2 separate regions of the Mus musculus genome follow, and region 1 is linked to region 2. Evidence: chromatin contacts called from public HiChIP or PLAC-seq data. All regions are on one chromosome and are shown on one strand. Each heading gives the region's core, a stretch centred on a gene start, on an enhancer-like site or on the middle of the called end of the contact. The rest is flanking DNA. Distances are from core to core; before and after follow the strand shown. Region 1 overlaps Fbxl5 (F-box and leucine-rich repeat protein 5). Region 2 overlaps Gm7854 (predicted gene 7854).

The links. HiChIP or PLAC-seq counts read pairs in DNA pulled down with a chosen protein or histone mark.
Region 1: a contact with region 2 is called in an H3K27ac HiChIP or PLAC-seq map of microglia, with 7 times the contacts expected there. The contact joins two enhancer-like sites. A contact is called at or near these places in 2 of 484 Hi-C or Micro-C datasets (CD8 T cells and regulatory T cells), 1 of 115 datasets of contacts at active chromatin or transcription factors (microglia) and 1 of 9 other capture datasets (adipose tissue).

The regions. Positions count from the first base shown.
Region 1 is chr5:43,769,035-43,772,154 of GRCm38.p6, forward strand. Fbxl5 (F-box and leucine-rich repeat protein 5) reads right to left here. Exons shown (of 11, transcript NM_001159963.1): 3 at 1,703-1,798. Among named protein-coding and RNA genes, the nearest start is that of Fbxl5, 12 kb to the right of the region's middle. Within about 2 kb of position 1,642, at least 42 of the 459 cell types and tissues checked have an H3K27ac peak or open chromatin away from gene starts, as enhancers often do. A contact at or near this core is called in microglia, where this site is marked.
Region 2 is chr5:43,217,640-43,220,567 of GRCm38.p6, forward strand. The region is part of intron 1 of Gm7854 (predicted gene 7854); the gene reads right to left. Among named protein-coding and RNA genes, the nearest start is that of Gm46911, 8.2 kb to the left of the region's middle. Within about 2 kb of position 1,307, at least 51 of the 459 cell types and tissues checked have an H3K27ac peak or open chromatin away from gene starts, as enhancers often do. A contact at or near this core is called in microglia, where this site is marked.

The sequences.
Region 1 (3,120 bases), core at 392-2,891, 550 kb after region 2:
CTGAAAAACTTTTCAGAGATTTCTTCTGCAAAACAGCCCTAACCTCCAATTTATAGGATTATAATCTTTAAATGAACAACCAAGGCTTTGTTGTCGCTTCCAGGTGCATGGATATGGCTTCCAGTTTGGTGTTTCTATGGGATCCCTGGGTGTGCAGTTGGAAGCTCTCTGATTCTTGTGCCTTCTCTTGGGTTCTTTTTCGTCTGTTTGTTTTGTTCAATTCTGAGCACTAGCTTTTCTGTTTTACCTTATTATAATTTTACTATTCCACAGAAGCCTGTTTGTTTTCTAATGAGAAGCAGAAAAGGAATTTGATCCAGGTAGAAGGAGAGGTAGAGAGAAGCCAGGAGGAGTAGAGAGAGGGGAAACCATAGCCAGGATATATTATATTAGAAAAAAAATTTTTTTTTCAAAAAGAAAAAAGACTGTTTGTTACCTTGGTTTCAGCACAGGCTACATACTACAATGTAAAGAATAATATCAACTACCAAAGAAGAACACCAAGGCAATGCTGCCTATCCCAAGTAGAGTTTTGAGGGTAGCCTACACTTCATTTTATTATCAAGGCATTATAAAATGAAAACATAATTGCAAATCACTACAATAAATGATTTACAACTAAAAAAAGAGGATTCATAGGCCAACAAGGTGGCTTGGTGGGTAAAAATATTTGCTCCCAAGAAAGATGACCTGAGTTGAATTCTCAGAACCCATAGTGGAAGGAGACAATTCCCAATTGCACAATGAATGTTTTGGCTTTGTTTTTCAAAGTAGAGCTGGAAAGATGGCTAGGCAGTTAAGGCTACTTGCTGCTACTGTGAAGGGCCTGAGTTTGGCTTTAGTGCCCATATGGTGACTCACAAGCATCTGGAACTTCACTCCAGGAAAACAGATATTGTCCATTGGCACAAAGTGCACATACAAACATGCAGAAAAACACACTCATACATGTAAAATGAAAATAGATCTTTAGAAGAGAAAAAAGGCAGATGTAGTCAGTCCTCATAGGATAGTTTCTCTTTATCTTACACTGGATACTTAATCATCCTTTATTACTCAAAGAAAACAAATTGTTTTGCAGTGTGTTAGTGATATGCTAATGCATGTATGTGAGGCACAACAGTGATAAACTTAGCCACTATTTAATTACTCAAGTCCACTAATGAAAAAACACTAAGAACTCTTTAAACCTGGCAAAAAGAAAATATTTAAAGATTTACAGAATCTTCTAAAAGTTCTGAAAAATTAGTGACAATTATGAAAATGTATCATAGTGCCATCACACATAAAAATATACTTATGGGGCTGGAGAGATGGCTCAGCAGTTGAGAGCACTGACTGCTCTTCCAGAGGTCCTGAGTTCAATTCCCAGCAACCACATGGTGGCTCACAACCATCTGTAATGGGATCCGATGCCCTCTTCCGGTGTGTCTGAAGACAGCGACAGTGTACTCACATATATATAATAAATATTTAAAAATATATATATACTTATTCTTAAGTAAATAAAATCATTCATTCAGTAAAAGAAGAATTAAAGCTATGCTTTTTATAATTCCACTGGATTTCATTCCTGTGCCCAAGAAGAAACAGCTGATTCTATCAACAGCACATTTCCTCCTTCTTTTGAGGAACTCAACTCAAAATAGTATCTTCTGTTAAATTACGAATATAAATCACAACAAAGAAAAACTCTACTTACCTCTTCTTCCTCTTTCATGTGAGGAAGAAAATCTCTTGTAAAAGCCTCCAATCTCTCTTTCAGCTGTTTTGCATAATTTAACTGTTCGTACTCATTCTAGAAACAAAGAGTAATACACATTTAGCAGGAAGTAGAGACACTTATCTTTAATGCCAGAACTCAGGAGGCAGGAACAAATGGTTCTCTAAATTTGAGGTCAGCCTAGCCTACATAGCAAGTTCCAGACCAGCCAGGGCTACATAGTAGGATTCTGCCTCAAATATATGTAAGTTTTGCTTCACTGTAATGTTGTATAAAGGTTTGCTTCATTATATACTGCTTGATCACAGGAAGTCCATTTAGTTTTCTTTTAGCATAAAGATGTCCTTGGAGCCAGGGTGCAGCTCAGAGCTAGAGCACTTGCTAACGTGTCTACACTCTACAGTCAGCCTTGGCACACCACCTCCCACACACAGCCCTGAAACAAGCTCTGAGCTCCCTACTAACTCCAATTCTGGTTTTTAAATTTTACTAAAATAGAGAAAAGATATTTTAAAATATATTACAAATATACTATAAAGTTTTCATAATACATTTTATGTTATCCTAACAGGCCATAAATATTAATATCAACATTTCTAAAGGCAAGAAATTCACACTTTAATCATTCTAATTCTGGACACCTCTCAAGAGCCAAACATTTCTTTCACATATGAATTAAAATCAAACCTCTCTCTAATTTCTCCATCTTTTCCAATGTAAAAATATAGGGAGCATTCAAAATAGTGAAATACTTAAAACTATGATACTGTGGTGACCTGAAGGAGAATGTCCCCAAAGGCTCTGGTATCTGAGGTTTGGACCTGCTTAGCAGCACTGCCGGGGAGACTTAGGAGATGTGGCCCCACTCAAAGAAGTATGTCACTTGGGACAGACTTCAAGAGATTAAAAATCCTCATCATTTCTTGTTCATTTCAAGCTCAGTCTACTTCCTGTTTCCTGTGTGTGGTTTAAGATTTGAGTACTTTGCTCTCAGCTCCAATCACTATACCTGCCGGTTAACACACACACACACACACACACACACACACACACGGAAGGAGGCATAAGCTCTAAATAAACCCTTCTAAGTTTTCTTGGTCATGGTGCTTTATTACAGCAATAAAAAGTAACTAAGACAAGTACTAATTTATCTCTGTCAGGACCTGATTTTTCTTTTAGATAATTTATTCAATTACTTTCCAATATTCAGTTCACTGTTGAACTCTGCTGAGACTTTGACATATCCCTTAAACCCATCCATACGTACGGCTTCCAATTCCACATATATGCTAGTAATTATCAAATCTGCTTTTCACACTACCTCACTCTTTCTGCTCTTCAAACCCACCAATGCCTCTCCTCCTATTAGTAATGCACACTTGTATTACTAAGTAGAT
Region 2 (2,928 bases), core at 57-2,556:
TTAAGTCAGTCTTTTGTTTGTACCTACCTACTTATCTATCCCCTGACCTCTGCCCAGGGACCTCTGTTTTGTTTATTTACTTTTCTTTTCACCGTGCTGGGGTCAAAGTCACAGCTTGCACTTGCTAGTAGGCAAGAGCTCGGTTACCGAACTATATATTTCAGGAACTTTATTGTAAATATTTATTTCATCATCAGAGTCCTTTATGGAGTTGACTAATTTAACTTCATTGACTTGGGGGATCTGCTTGTCTCTGTGTCCTGGGGTTAAAGGCGTGGATCACCTTGCCTGAGCCAAAGCTTTTCAGGGCCACTGTACCTCAAGATCTGGATCAAAAGCACGGATCATCCCAGTAAAAGCACATGTCTTCCAGGCTCAAGATCTGGGTCGCGGGTGTGCCCTTCATTTCTGGATTGTAGTTCATTCCATATATAGTCAAGTTGACAACTGGGAATAGCCATCACACAACGCCTTACCAGTTTGGGGTTCTAGCACTAGGGAGTGAGGGTTGGAGCTCTGAGGACCCTTTGTGAGCTCTAAGTCCACTCCCCCATCCCCAATTGCCTCTGTGAAGTGAGGACTGCCACAGAATTAGTCACAGTGACTTGCAAAGTGGGCTAAGTGCCTTGAAGACAGAACAAAGGAAGTCAACCTTTTACATTACTACAAATTGTTAGCTCAGCTGGCAAAATTTGCTGACTTTCCTTTAATTTTCTTTACTCCTTCCTCTTTTACTCCAGCATTAGTAAAGTGCCTTAGTTCCAACAGCCCTATCTTACTTAGACGGGAAAGGACAAGGTATACTGGCCACACGGGGTATATAATTTCTCCTTCTACATGAACAAACAAAGCTAAACTTACAGAACAGGACCTTCCTCTTCCTTGAATCCTCTGCAGTATCAGCGGCTTCATGCTCTCTATCAGCAATGGAGAAACTTGGCAGACACGCCAACCTTGCATAATGTCTGAGAAATCTTCAAAACAGTCCTTCCTAAGATGCATACGTTTCAACCAATGCTAGATCTACTTACAGGATTTTTTTTTCTACACAAGAATTAGGTGAACACAAAGTGGGGGAGGGCTTATTATCAATCTCATTTTTGGTCCCTTTTAAAATCTTTCGTGAGGCTCTCCTATCAACGAAAAGCCTGTGAGTGGTTGTGGGTTAGATTAAATTTCTACAGAAGTGCAGAACCTGTCTTTCTCATTTCCATTTCCCTATTAAGATGCCACAGCTTATCCACTCCAGTAAATGAACTACAGAGGGTTTCAGGCTGAGGCCTGCGAGCTGCAGACTGACCCCTGGCATTGTGCCTAGAGAGGCATTCCAGGCTATGTCCCCAGCAAGAATGAATGAATAACCAGTTAATACACTATCTTCTGTTTACAGGTACAATTAAAAAGAAAAAAACAAAACCCAATCATTTTTTTTCCATGTAGGTTGGGCCTGAATTTTGAGTGTTCTTGATTATTAATAAAAGAGACCATGTTAGAATTCACAAGTGAGTTTGACAGGGCACTTAGAGTCTTACCAGCATAAAGCTAAGAACTGAGGAAATGTGTTTGCTGGGCCAAAGCTTTTCCATAGCTCTGCTCAGGAGCTTCTCCCCCAGCCCATGGCCCAAAGAAGATACAACAGAAGTGACAAGACTGAATTGTCACAGGGTCACTGAGCTGTAACTCCAAAGATGGTGGATTGGCCACATATAAACTGTGTGTCTTTTTTTTGTTGTTGTTGTTGTTTTTTTTGTTTTTTTTTTGTTTTTTTTTTTTTCGAGACAGGGTTTCTCTGTGTAGCCCTGGCTGTCCTGGAACTCACTCTGTAGACCAGGCTGAAACCATGTGTCTTTATGTGAGTTCACTTAATTCCAGCTGTCATTAACCAAACATGGTTATCAATGTTGCCTCTTGTTCCAGCTAATGAAGTCACTTGGAAGGCATCAATGTCTTTAAAAAAGTAATTCTAAGCTGCAGAGTACCAAGTGGAAGTCACTCTGACTCATCCATCGAATTAAACTTATTACATAGTTGCCTGGTAGTCTTTGGTATCCCATGACATACACTTATATTTAGGTTCAGTTGTGACCTTGAGCAGGTTCAGGATCCAGATAACAACAGCACCCACACTTTGAGCCATGATGAAGGACAGAGTGGAGATATACCTGTGTGGCACTGAGCATGAAGTCTAGAACCTCAGCAACCCTCCTTGAAATCTGGTGTGTGATCCAACAAGGACCACTGAGGATACTATATGAGAACCTTCTCTCTCTAACCTCTACGGCTTTCAACTAATCCCTCAGAAGTAGTCCTTTGCCTGTGTGGAACGTTCTGCTCTACTTCCCAGCCTGTGTGCATGCATTCAGAGTACCCCAGCCTCAGAAAACCTCCAGCAGCCTAACTTGCCTGCTCAACTATGTCTTTTTGATCTGACAGAACTTTCCCCAAAAGCCTCAGGCCCCTTTCTACCCTCATCCACATCTCTTAGATATCTATACAGAAAAGCTTAAGGTTTCTTTCCAAAGTCCACCTACACCTTGCCTTTCTCCCTAGTCTCACTCCAGTTGATACAGTTACTAACCCGGTCCTTATCTGTCACTATCTACCTACTCACTTTTCCTTGTCCTTCCCCAATGGGCTCAATGGCTGCTGGCTCTGAGTCATTTTCATTGGTTAATGAATCTCTCCAGAATCACTGTCTCTTACCTGTATTAACATTTTCTTAGGTAAAGCCATATGAATAAGTTTTTTTGGTTAGGTCAAAATGAACAAATAGCTGGCACACACCTTTAATCCCAGCACTCTGGAGGCAGAGGCTGAGTTTGACGACAGCCTGCTCTATCTACATAGTGAGTTTCAGGACAGTCAGTGCTAAGTAGAGAGACAGTCTCAAAAAAAATCAAAACAAAGCAAACCAAAATCAAAATAAAT